Linked DNA regions of Rattus norvegicus: region 2 is linked to region 1. Evidence: chromatin contacts called from public Hi-C data. All regions are on one chromosome and are shown on one strand. Each heading gives the region's core, a stretch centred on a gene start, on an enhancer-like site or on the middle of the called end of the contact. The rest is flanking DNA. Distances are from core to core; before and after follow the strand shown.

What was found. Hi-C and Micro-C count contacts between places; a contact is called where the count stands out from the background.
Region 2: a contact with region 1 is called in a Hi-C map of hepatocytes, with 1.7 times the contacts expected there. The contact joins two enhancer-like sites. A contact is called at or near these places in 9 of 12 Hi-C or Micro-C datasets (the A7r5 cell line, the Rat2 cell line, Schwann cells and 4 more).

What each region holds. Positions count from the first base shown.
Region 1 is chr4:59,862,899-59,867,900 of GRCr8, reverse strand. The region is part of intron 1 of Ube2h (ubiquitin-conjugating enzyme E2H); the gene reads left to right. It also overlaps N5. Among named protein-coding and RNA genes, the nearest start is that of Ube2h, 32 kb to the left of the region's middle. Within about 2 kb of position 3,715, at least 8 of the 93 cell types and tissues checked have an H3K27ac peak or open chromatin away from gene starts, as enhancers often do. A contact at or near this core is called in hepatocytes and liver, where this site is marked.
Region 2 is chr4:59,950,801-59,956,384 of GRCr8, reverse strand. No RefSeq gene overlaps it. Among named protein-coding and RNA genes, the nearest start is that of Zc3hc1, 26 kb to the left of the region's middle. Within about 2 kb of position 1,519, at least 17 of the 93 cell types and tissues checked have an H3K27ac peak or open chromatin away from gene starts, as enhancers often do. A contact at or near this core is called in hepatocytes and liver, where this site is marked.

The DNA of each region.
Region 1 (5,002 bases), core at 2,466-4,965:
AGGACAAAAATTGGTCAAACTTCGGAAGCCAAGTGTGTTGGTTTCTGTGGTAGAGAAAGCTAATATCAAGATGATTCTCCTGTTTCCTGACTACTCCTTAAATTGAGTATCTGTATGGGGAACTGAAATGTTTTTGAGCTATGTAACCCAGCCTGGCCCTTAAACCCATAGCAGCCTTCAATCTCAGCCTCTGAGGTGCTAGGATTCTAGGCATAAGCCACCGTGTCCAGATGAATTAGATAGCTTTAATGGGAGATGATGCCACTTAGTTATACTGCCCATTACGGTTTTGTTTTTACAGTCCTGAAACAGATGTAGTTATCTGCTTAGGAAAATCAACACTCATCTCAAGAACAAAACAGGTGAAGAACTATGAGCCTTCTGAAGGTGTAAAGTGCATCTGAGAAAGTACTCTCAGGCTGTGGGTGGGTGGGTTACGGTTTTGTTCTGTCTTGATGTGGAGAGTGCATTTTGGCTGAAGTGGACTTAGTCTGAAAGAGGTCAAGGAATATTTTGCTAAAGGTTGCTTTTAACTGCTTTAGGTCTTGTTTCTATATCCTAACTAACTGTTGAAAGGGAATCCCATAGAAATCACCATCTTTGTGGTTTAGAGATGCCAAGGGGGTTCAGAGGCAGCTGCATGCTTGCAATGCTGCATGCAGAATTCTTCTGAAAGATGGGCAGCTTAGTTTGGGCCATGTAGCCTGGTCTGTTTGCTGCTGTTGTGGTCATAGATGCAGATAAGCAGCTCTTCGGGGTCCAGTGCCACTGTGGAATGGCTGCTCTCTGCCTCAGTCTTCTGAGAGCCACAGTGAGGTGTTTCTAGGGTACGGGACTTGTCTGCCTGCCTGCAGGCACTAGCAGTGGAATAAATAGTTTACAGACTGAAGCAGATCAAGAACCCTTCCTTTAACTAAAGGGAGGCAAGCTGGTGGTTTTAGTTTTATGAAATGTTTCTCTCATTCCTGTAAAGCCATAAAAGTTATTTTCACAACCTCAGGGAAAGATGCAGCTTCCCCTAAAGATCATGCCTGGTGGTGGTGGAGGAGGTTGGTTGTCATTATCCTGAGGCTTGTACTAGTGGCAAAGGTTCTATGAATACCTCCTCTAAGCCAGGACATACCATCAGTAGCCATACCAGCTGACGTGGCAGAGTGTCCTGTGCTGAGCACTCTACATGACTTCCTTGGTCCTCAAAAGGACTGTACGAGATGGCGTTCACAGAGGAGAAGCTAAGGCTTAGGTTAAGTACAGTTGGAGACTGCGGCAGCCAGCCTAGGCTTTGACGCTCAGCTGCTAAATTCTGTACCATCACACTGACAACGCTCTGCAGTGGGTGGCAGGGAGTGTCTCAGAGATGAAGTTAGCTTCCATAAGGCTCCTGTTGAAACCTGGGTCAGTTAGTGAGGGCGTGTGCTCTTCAAGTCTCCTGTGACGTGACCTCAGAGTACGTCGATGCAGCATCTGCTTTACCAGAATCTCTTCCTCTCTGTATGGGCTGTCCTGCTCACAGACCTGCTGTTTAAGAGTTGATCTATCTGAGCTAGTATTTGGCACTGTAAACTCCTATTCTCCTGGCGTAAGTGTCATACCTGGCGATGCTTAGTTGATAATTTTTATCTCCTTAAGCAGTGACCCACCTGGGTTCTAAGATCTGCACTGAGTTCAAGGAAGAAAGACAAGCAAGCATGTGCTCCTAGCTTACAGGTTACATTTGTTCTCTTTTCAGATGTTATCCCAGTGTAAGAGTAATGTCAGGGAGTGCAGGCAAGAATAGGACCAGCCAAGTTGGACTTGGTTCTCCATCCACTCTGCAGGGGTCTTGAGGCAAGGCTCTTAACTTAGAATGTACTGGTGTTCTTGTGAAACAGTGGTGGGGCTTACATGAGACAAACAGGCCACAGGTGCTTAGAGTGGTAGCTGGGTACTGGTGTGCAGGGAATGAGGGCAGTGGTGGCCACGAGGAGGTGGACGCCTCATGGACCAACACTGATTTATATATAAACAATGAACACTGAGGCTTTTCTCTATTTTATGATGCCAATTGACTTAAATACTGTGCTTTCCAGTCAGTCATATGGGAGGAGGGGCAATGAGGCTTCAAATTCAGAGAGATGCCTGCCTCAGCTTCTCAAGCGCTGAGATTAATACATGTACCACTGTGCTTGGCCTTGTGTTTCCCAACTTTTAAAGTCTGCACTCTAAAACTTCAATTTTATTTGGAAGGTTACTTGGTTTATATTGAATAATTTTTAAAAATTACCTGTGCTTGTGAATGATGTGTGGGGTAGGTGGTGCATGTGCCCCTGAGCAAAAGGTCAGAGAACATTGTGAGTTGGTTCTGTCTCCACCCTGATGGATTCCGGGGCTTGAATGCAGGTGGCCAGGTATTAACAGGCAAACATTTATTTCACACGAGAAACGTCATTATTCCATATGTGAAGAGTCTGTACCCGTCTCTGCGCTCCTGCTGTAGCAGACTTCCTGCTGGAGGTCTCTCTGTACCTTGTTTGCTTCCGTCCAGGCTTCTTCTCATTTTTGTTACCAGAGCAACACTGGGTGCATCCTGGCTTTTCCTGGCTTTAAAGTTTTGAATTTATGGGCAGTCTTCTGTCTCAGCCTCCAGAATGCCAAGATTGCATTCACACTGGGTTCTTCCCTCCCTCCCTCCCGCATCCATCCTTCCTTCCTCCCTCCCCTCCCCTCCCTTCCTCCCTTCCCCTCCTCCTCTCCTCTCCTCCCCCCCATCTGTCTCCCTCCCCTCCCCTCCCTTCCTCCCTTCCCCTCCTCCTCTCCTCTCCTACCCCCTCCTCTGCCTGTCTCCCTCCTCTCCCCTCTCCTCCCCTCCCTCCCTCCCTTCCTTTCTTTCTTTCTAAGACAACCCTGCTGTATAGGCCAGATTAACCTAGAACCTGGTGTGATTCCAGGCTGGTGTCAAAGTCACTGAAACTCTCTTGTGTCTTGTCTCCCCAGTGCTAGGGTTCAAGGCTTGGAACTACTTTTATACAAGGCTTATTTATCAGCTTCTCCCCAAAATTCATTTTCGTTCCAAATAAAGTTAAGCCTGTGCTGCTTCTGCACTGGAATTAGAGGTGTGTCTGTTTTCTGAGGGTGCCTAGGGCTCTGGACTCAGGACCTCTTCTTTACTGACTGAGCCATCTCCCCAGCCCTATATACCCTACCCTCCTTTTTGAGACAAGGTCTCTTGTAGATGACCTTGAATTCTTGCTTTTCGCTTTCCACATATAAGGCATGCCACTACCATATCATGGGAGTGCCACAATTATTTTTGTACACACACAGATCTTCCCCTTTCCAGGTCATTTACCCCCTGACCTTTGCTTTCTGTCCCAGTATTACATAGTTGTTCTGATCTTTGTTTGTCTTATCTTCTGAGAAAGCAGGGCTTCATTTGCATAGAGGTTCCAGTGATAAAGGCGTTGGTATCTCAGTCTAGAACTCTGAGTGCATTGATTTTCTAGCAGAGAGATTGATAAGGATGAGGATTAATATCTCAAAATAAAAAAGTGTGTGTCAGATACAAGTTAGTTTAAATTGACTTTTGTTCTGGGGAAATTGTAGTCTGATTTCTAAAAGAGGGACTTAGATTTTGTAATAAAATTGTTGGCAGAAGGGCTGGCAGTGTCAGACCTCTGCAGCCTACACTTAGGAGTGCTCTGATATGAGAGACTTTGGCCCCGGACTGTGGGCTGGAGAGTGGGAATGCCCTGCCCTTCTTGCATGGCTGCCTTGCTGGAGGCATTCCCATAATTCTTTTGTATGTGGAAATAGCCCTGGGTTTGGAGATAGTTAAGCTGGAGCCTCCAACAGAGAAACTGGATTGTTCTTCAGTGGTCGCCCCATAATTTGCATAATGAGTGAATTATTTTACTTTAGAAATGGGGGGGAGAGGGACCCGACCCAGAGGTTCTGGAAATGAAGGAGTTAAGGCAGAGCTGGTCTTTCTCACAGCAGGGTTCCTACAGAAAACCCTCTGAATGCAGCTGGTGTAAAGGTTTTTCCTTTTTGTTTTTGTTTTGAGACAGAGTCTTTGTAGTCCCGGCTGTTCTGGAACCCCATGTGTAGACCAGGCTGGCTTTGAACTTAAACCACCTGCCTTTCTCTCCCTAGTATAGGAATTAAAGGTATGTGCCACCATGCCCAGCCTCTGCAATTCACTTTTTTTTTTTAAAAGATCTATTTATTTTTATTTATGTGAGTACACTGCAGCTGTCTTCAGACATATCAGAAGAGTGCAAGGGATCCCATTACAGATGGTTCTGAGCCACCACGTGGTTGCTGGGGAATTGAACTCAGGACCTCTGGAAGATCAGTCAGTGCTCTTAACTGCCGAGCCATCTCTCCAGCCCTGTAATTTACTTTTAATGCAGAGAAAGTAGGAGTTTTTGGACATAATCATCTCTGGTTGACATAAAAGTTTCATTGACTTTTTTTCCTTTCCCTTTTATTTCTGAGACAGGGTCTCACTGTATTATACAACTGGCCTGAAGCTTGCTTTGTGGATCAGGCTGCCCTTGAACTGACAGAGATCTGCCTGCATGTACCTCTTGAGTGCCGGGATTAAAGGCATATCACCACCCTTCTGTAATTGTGAAAACTGTGAAATAAGTTTTACATCTTGTTTTACATGTTAAGTGTTTATGTGTATTGGAGGTTTAGCCTGCGTGTGTTTGCTACATGTCACTTGAGTGCCAGTGCCCAGAAAGGCCAGAGGTTGGCATCTGTGTCCCTTAGGACTGAAGTTATGATTATTGTTGGCTACCTTGTGGGTGCTAGGAATCGATCAGGATCCTCTAGAAGAACAGTTGTGCTATATGTACCTCTAAGCCATCTCTCCAGCCCCCCATCTCACTATGTTCTGATAACATCCACTGATAAAATCTACTGATGGTAAAAGAATAGTGCTTCAGGCCTGTCTCATTTCTGGAGCTGGAAGAAAATGTCAAAGGGCTTTTTCATTTAGTGCCATTTTTATGCTAGA
Region 2 (5,584 bases), core at 270-2,769, 91 kb before region 1:
AGAAAGGGGAGCTTGCTTTTTTTGGTTTTTAATCCCAACACAGTGAAATACATACCACAACGGGTACTCAGTTCTTAAAAATGATGTCTGAACCAGACAGTGGTGCCGCACACCTTTAATCCCAGCACTCAGGAGTCGGAGGCAAGAGGATCTGAGTTGGAGGCCAGCCTGGTCTACAGAGTAAGTTCCAGGACAGCCAGGGCCACAGAAAAGCCCTGTATCAGGGGGTAGGGATGGAGGGTGTTTAAACCAAATGTATTAGGACACACCTATAGCTACTCTAGAGACTTGGGAGCAGTGTTGTAGAAGTGGGAAGAAAAGAAGAGAGGGCTGTGGCAGTAGCTCAGAAGAAAACACGTCAGCCGAGGAAGGTCCTGGCTGTCTGGTGCAGTTACATCATTTACCTCAAGTTCTGTGAGAGCCCATTTCAGAAAAATAAAAGGGAGAGCCTCTGACCTCCACATATATACACACCATACCCACAAACACACACATACACACAAGTGACTCAAAGATGACCTTGAGGGTGTGACCTAGCCAAGATAACTCAAGGAATGAAAATCATTTACTATTTCTGAGAGACCCCTGTACCACAGATCAGCACAAATTGGGATCCTTCTTCCTCCCCTCAAGTGTTGGAATGACAGACCTGAGCCCCACTCCTAACTCTTACACTTGGTGTGGTGACTTCTGTCCTGTGGTTAAATTCCTGTCTAAATTATCGCTGTGTTCTGAAGCACAGGGTTGGGGGGTTCAATGCTGGTGGAAAACTCAGATCTGGGAAGCCATGTAAAGTGAAGCACATGTGTTGTTACATATGGTACCGTGAGCATGTGGGGTCCCACCCTGTGGAGTCAGTCCTCTCTGCACCCCTTTAGGTAGGTTCTAGGAATCAATCTCAGGTTTCTAGCCTCTTCACCTCCTGACTCCTGAGCCATCTCACTGGCCCTAGTGTTTTGCTTGCTTTTTAAGGTTTTCCACTTACTGGTGTGTGTAATGGGTGTCTGTAATGGTGTATATCTAGGTACCACAGGCACGCCTGGCGCCTGTGGAGGCTAAGTGAGGGTGTCTGATTCCCTGGAACTGTGAGCTGCCACGTGAGTGCCAGGAACCTCCGAGCCACTCCTTCAGCTTCTCAGTCCCTCTGGCTTTTGTTCCTTTGTTTGACATTTTAAACTAGCCAGGACTGGTTTCCATATGTAACTGGGGGTGACCTTGAACTTCTGAGCCTTCTGCTTCAGCTTCCCGAGTGCTAGGGTTACAGGGATGAACCAGCACACCTGGCTCATTTGATTCTTTATAGTTTGGTGTATGTATGTGTGCATGTTCATGTGTGTGGCTATACATATGTGTTTGTGTGTAGGGGACATAGGACAACCCTGGATGTCACCTTAAGGAACTCAGTTTACTTTCTTTGAGCCTGATCTTACAATAAGGCCTGCCTAGCTGCCAGCCTGCTCCAGGGATCCTCTGGCCATCTCCCCTGAGCTGGGATCACAAGCACACACTGCACCGTAGCAGTGGGTTCAGGGGATCAAATTCCAGTTCTTTCCCTTATCACATGCACCCTTTGATCTCTGATCTATTTCCCCAGACACTTCCACCTTTTTTGAGTACAGGCTCTGCTCTCCCTTATAACCTGAACTAACCTTAAATTCAGGATCCTTTAAGCGCTGGGGTTAGGCATAGCCACCACACCTGGCTTGAATGATGTTTTTTAATGCCCCATTAAAAGATTATTTTGGGGGTTGGGGGTTTAGCTCAGTGGTAGAGCACTTGCCTAGCAAGCGCAAGGCCCTGGGTTCGGTCCCCAGCTCCGAAAAAAAGAAAAAAGAAAAAAAAGATTATTTGTATTAATTCAGTGCTGTGGTCTGAATGTTTTTTCTCTCACCCACACATGTTGAGACTAGGAGCCATTCCATTGACGGGTGCTGGGGCCTATAACAGAGGCTAATGCTTCCCTGAGAGGGTAAATTCTGGCTTTCCTGGGACTGGCGTGTCACCACAACAGTGTACATTGTTTAAAGCTTAGTTTGGGAGGCTAGTGCTGTAGCTCAGTTGAGGAGTGCTTGCTTAGCATGCATAAAGCCCCGAGTTTGGTCCCCCAGCATTGCAAAAAACAAACATGGTGCATTCCTATATCCAGCACTTGAGAGGATCAAGGTTTCGAGGCTACATAGAGAATTCCAGATCATCCTGGGCTACACGAAACCCTGTCTCAAACAAAACCATGGGCTGGAGAGATGCCTTAGTGAGTGAGTAGAAGTGCCTGCCAGGCCTGCTGACCTGAGACCAATGCTCAGGTCCCACAGAAGAGGGAGAACTGATTTCAAGTTCTCTGCCCTCCACACATGGATGGTGTTATATGCTTAATACATACATACATGTACAAAAAAAAAAAGTGATTTTTAACAAAACAAGAAAGGGTTGACTAGGAAGCGCAAGGCCCTGGGTTCGGTCCCCAGCTCCGAAAAAAAGAACCAAAAAAAAAAAAAAAAAAAAAAAAAAGGGTTGAGCTTTTTGGGATCACTCTTGCTACCTCTCATGGTCACATGATATCTCCCACCAGAAATGCTGACTGTGTTCTTAGCCCCCCAGAACCTCCCCCCCTCTCCCCCCCCTTCCTTTTTGAGGCAGAGTTTCTCTGTATAGCCCTGACTGTTCTTGAACTCAGTCTGCAGACCAGGCTGGTGCCTCTGCCTCCTGAGTGCTAGAATTACAGTCTTGTGCTACTACCACGTGACCAAAAAATTTCTTTCTTTATTAAGTACCCAGTCTTGGGTGTTTTGTAACAGCAACACAAAACAGACTAACACATTACCCACAAAAATAGTAGTATAAGATTTCCCACTTTATTAATTATATTGGGCAATCTTGTAGGATGCTGGCTAACCTGTTTGTCTTCTCCTGGGAAAGGGCTCCCAACTCCCCCTTCTTTGTTTCCCTGGTTTGCACCTTTCACTGTCAGGGTCACCCAGACCCTTTTATCTCTCCATCCTCCCAGCCCTACTGTCGTCCTATCTTGATTTGTCACTGGAGCCGCTAGGATTCTGTTTGGCAGAGACTGTGTTTCTCATGGAAGAAGATTTGCTTTTCTAGAAGACTGACGCTCGAAGATACTTAATACGCACCTCTGTCATAGCTAGAGTGTGGCAGACAGTGACACTCCAGTCCCTCCCTCCCAGCCTTCTGTTCTTTCCATTGCCTTGTAGCCGGGAATAACTCCGGCCTTGTGATTCTGTGATTTTCCTTTCCCAAGTCCTAAACCGAGCTCTGCCTCTCTTGGTGGAAAGGAAGATCGTGTTGCCACGGCTCATAAAACACTAGTTTCCTAGCTCTTTTTAGATTTTAGCCAATTTTAATAGGCTCACCAAGTGAGACATTATTTTCAGGGGCTTGTCACATTTGGTCGTTGCATCCGTAGACAACTGGGACTGACTGCTTCTCAACCAACCCTTGAGTCTTCCACCCAGTTCCACCTCAGCAACAAAAGCAGCTGCTTGTATGGCTTGACCACCGCCAAGAGTCAGGCACTTCCTCCTCAAGCTTTCCTGACTATTTTTAGTTGTGTTCCTATTCTGGGTTTTCTTTGGCTTTATATAGCTGTCATCTGGTCGGCTGACCCGTGCCTTTAGGAGAGAATGCTACACTTGAGCCCTTCATTGAGAGACAGATCTTTCCATCTTTAGCCCATGTTCTCTTTTCGGTGCCTCCCTGGCTAAATTGATTCATGTAGCTGAAGCCATTAGAGGATCAGGAGACCATGCAAAGGCCTCTGGGTAAGGCGGTTAGATCACAGAGATTGAGGGTCAGAGTGTTCTAATCCATTTATCGCCCTTTTTGTACTTGATGCTCTGAGCTCTCTATCCAGCCCATCAGTGAGACAGAGAGACGAGAAAGTGGTGGGTCAGCAGCAACCAGGGGATAGCAGTAGGAACCAAATGCCTAGAAAGGACTCCAGATTTATCTCCCAGGAAGGCCTTCACTGCCCTCAGGAAGAAGTCAAGACCAGAGACAAAAAAAAAAAAAAAAAAAAAAAGCCCTCTTCAAAGCCTGTTCAGTTCCAGGCCAATCCCCACAATCGAGGCAGATCTATGGCCATTCTGAGAGCAGAGGCTGTGGCTACAATGTGCTTCTCACACAGTGTGAGGGAGGTGGGAAGGGGGACCTCGGAAGACTGATTCTACTCCTCTTAGGCACTGGCCTAAGCTCGAGACCTAGTTTCACCTTTAGAGCTTCATATAACCACTATTTCTGTTTTACAAATGAGGATGCTGAAACATAAAGTAATACTTTGCCCAAGGTCACCAGCCAGTGAGGGCCAACATTCAAGTTTGGTCCATCTGTTTCCAAAGTCTGCTTCCCAACCAAGGTCCCACAGAAGACAAGACATATGCATGGCAGTATTTATATATTACTACTTGAAATAAATTGAAAATAACCTAAACATCTGGTAACTGATCACAGAGTAACTTGGGAGACTATAATTTAAATTATTGAAATGATTATTGTAAGGGGTAGGGAAATGGCTCAGTGGTTTAAAAAAAAAAGCACTTCTTGATCTCAAAGAAGACAGGTTCAGTTATCAGCATCCAGTGGTCCATAACCCAGCTCTAGAGAACCTGCTACCCTCTTCTGGCCACCTCTCACACCAGGTATGCACATGGCACATAGACATACATGCAGGACAAACGCTCACACACTGGAGACAGATCTAAAAATATCGTAGTCATTCACAGCCGCGGGTGCATTTAGTCCCAATCCTCAGGAGGTAGATTCAGGCAAAGCTGTGTGTGAAGGCCAATCTGTTCTACATAGTTTCAGGCTGGCCCTACATAATGAGACTCTGTCTTACAAGAGAAACATTGCCTCAAAAAAAAAAAAAAAAAAAAAAAAAGGAATGATACTGTACCACACCCTCTGTGTTTAAGCTGCTCCTTTTCTAGTGTGGGACAAAAACAGATGTGTAACTAGAGTGATCTGTCTTCTGTAGGTAACTAGACATCCAGGAAAATGTGACTTATATCAAATGACTAGAAAACCTTACCTTCATCCATAGCATCTGCCCACTTTCCGGAAAAAAAAAAAGTAGGTACTTAGTCCAGTTCACACTCAAGGTCAGGTTGACTGTAACACTAGCAGTACCCACTAGAGACACTAGGTGGCGCCAGCGCTTCACATTGAACTCCAGCTTGCCTTTCAAACAACCACCACCCCACCACCACCACCAACAATCACTGGCGGATAGGCCCTGGGCCACACTCCCCTTTCCAAATGGCTCAACCTCATTTCTGGATCCTTCTTTTGGTTTAGTTTTTGTTTTGAGAAAAGGTCTCAGTTTGTAGCCTTGTCTGGTCTGGAATTCTGTCAGTGGTTCTCAACCTTCATAATGCTGTGGCCCTTTTAATACAGTTCCTCATGTTGTAGTGACTTTCTTCATAACTGATTTTGTTACTCTTGTGAGTAGTATGTAAATATCAGTTTTCCTGCCGGTATTACTTGACCCTTGTGAAAGGGTCACTTAACAACCTCTCCCAACAGGGGTTGTAAGATTGGCCTCAGACACATAGAGACCCACCTCCAT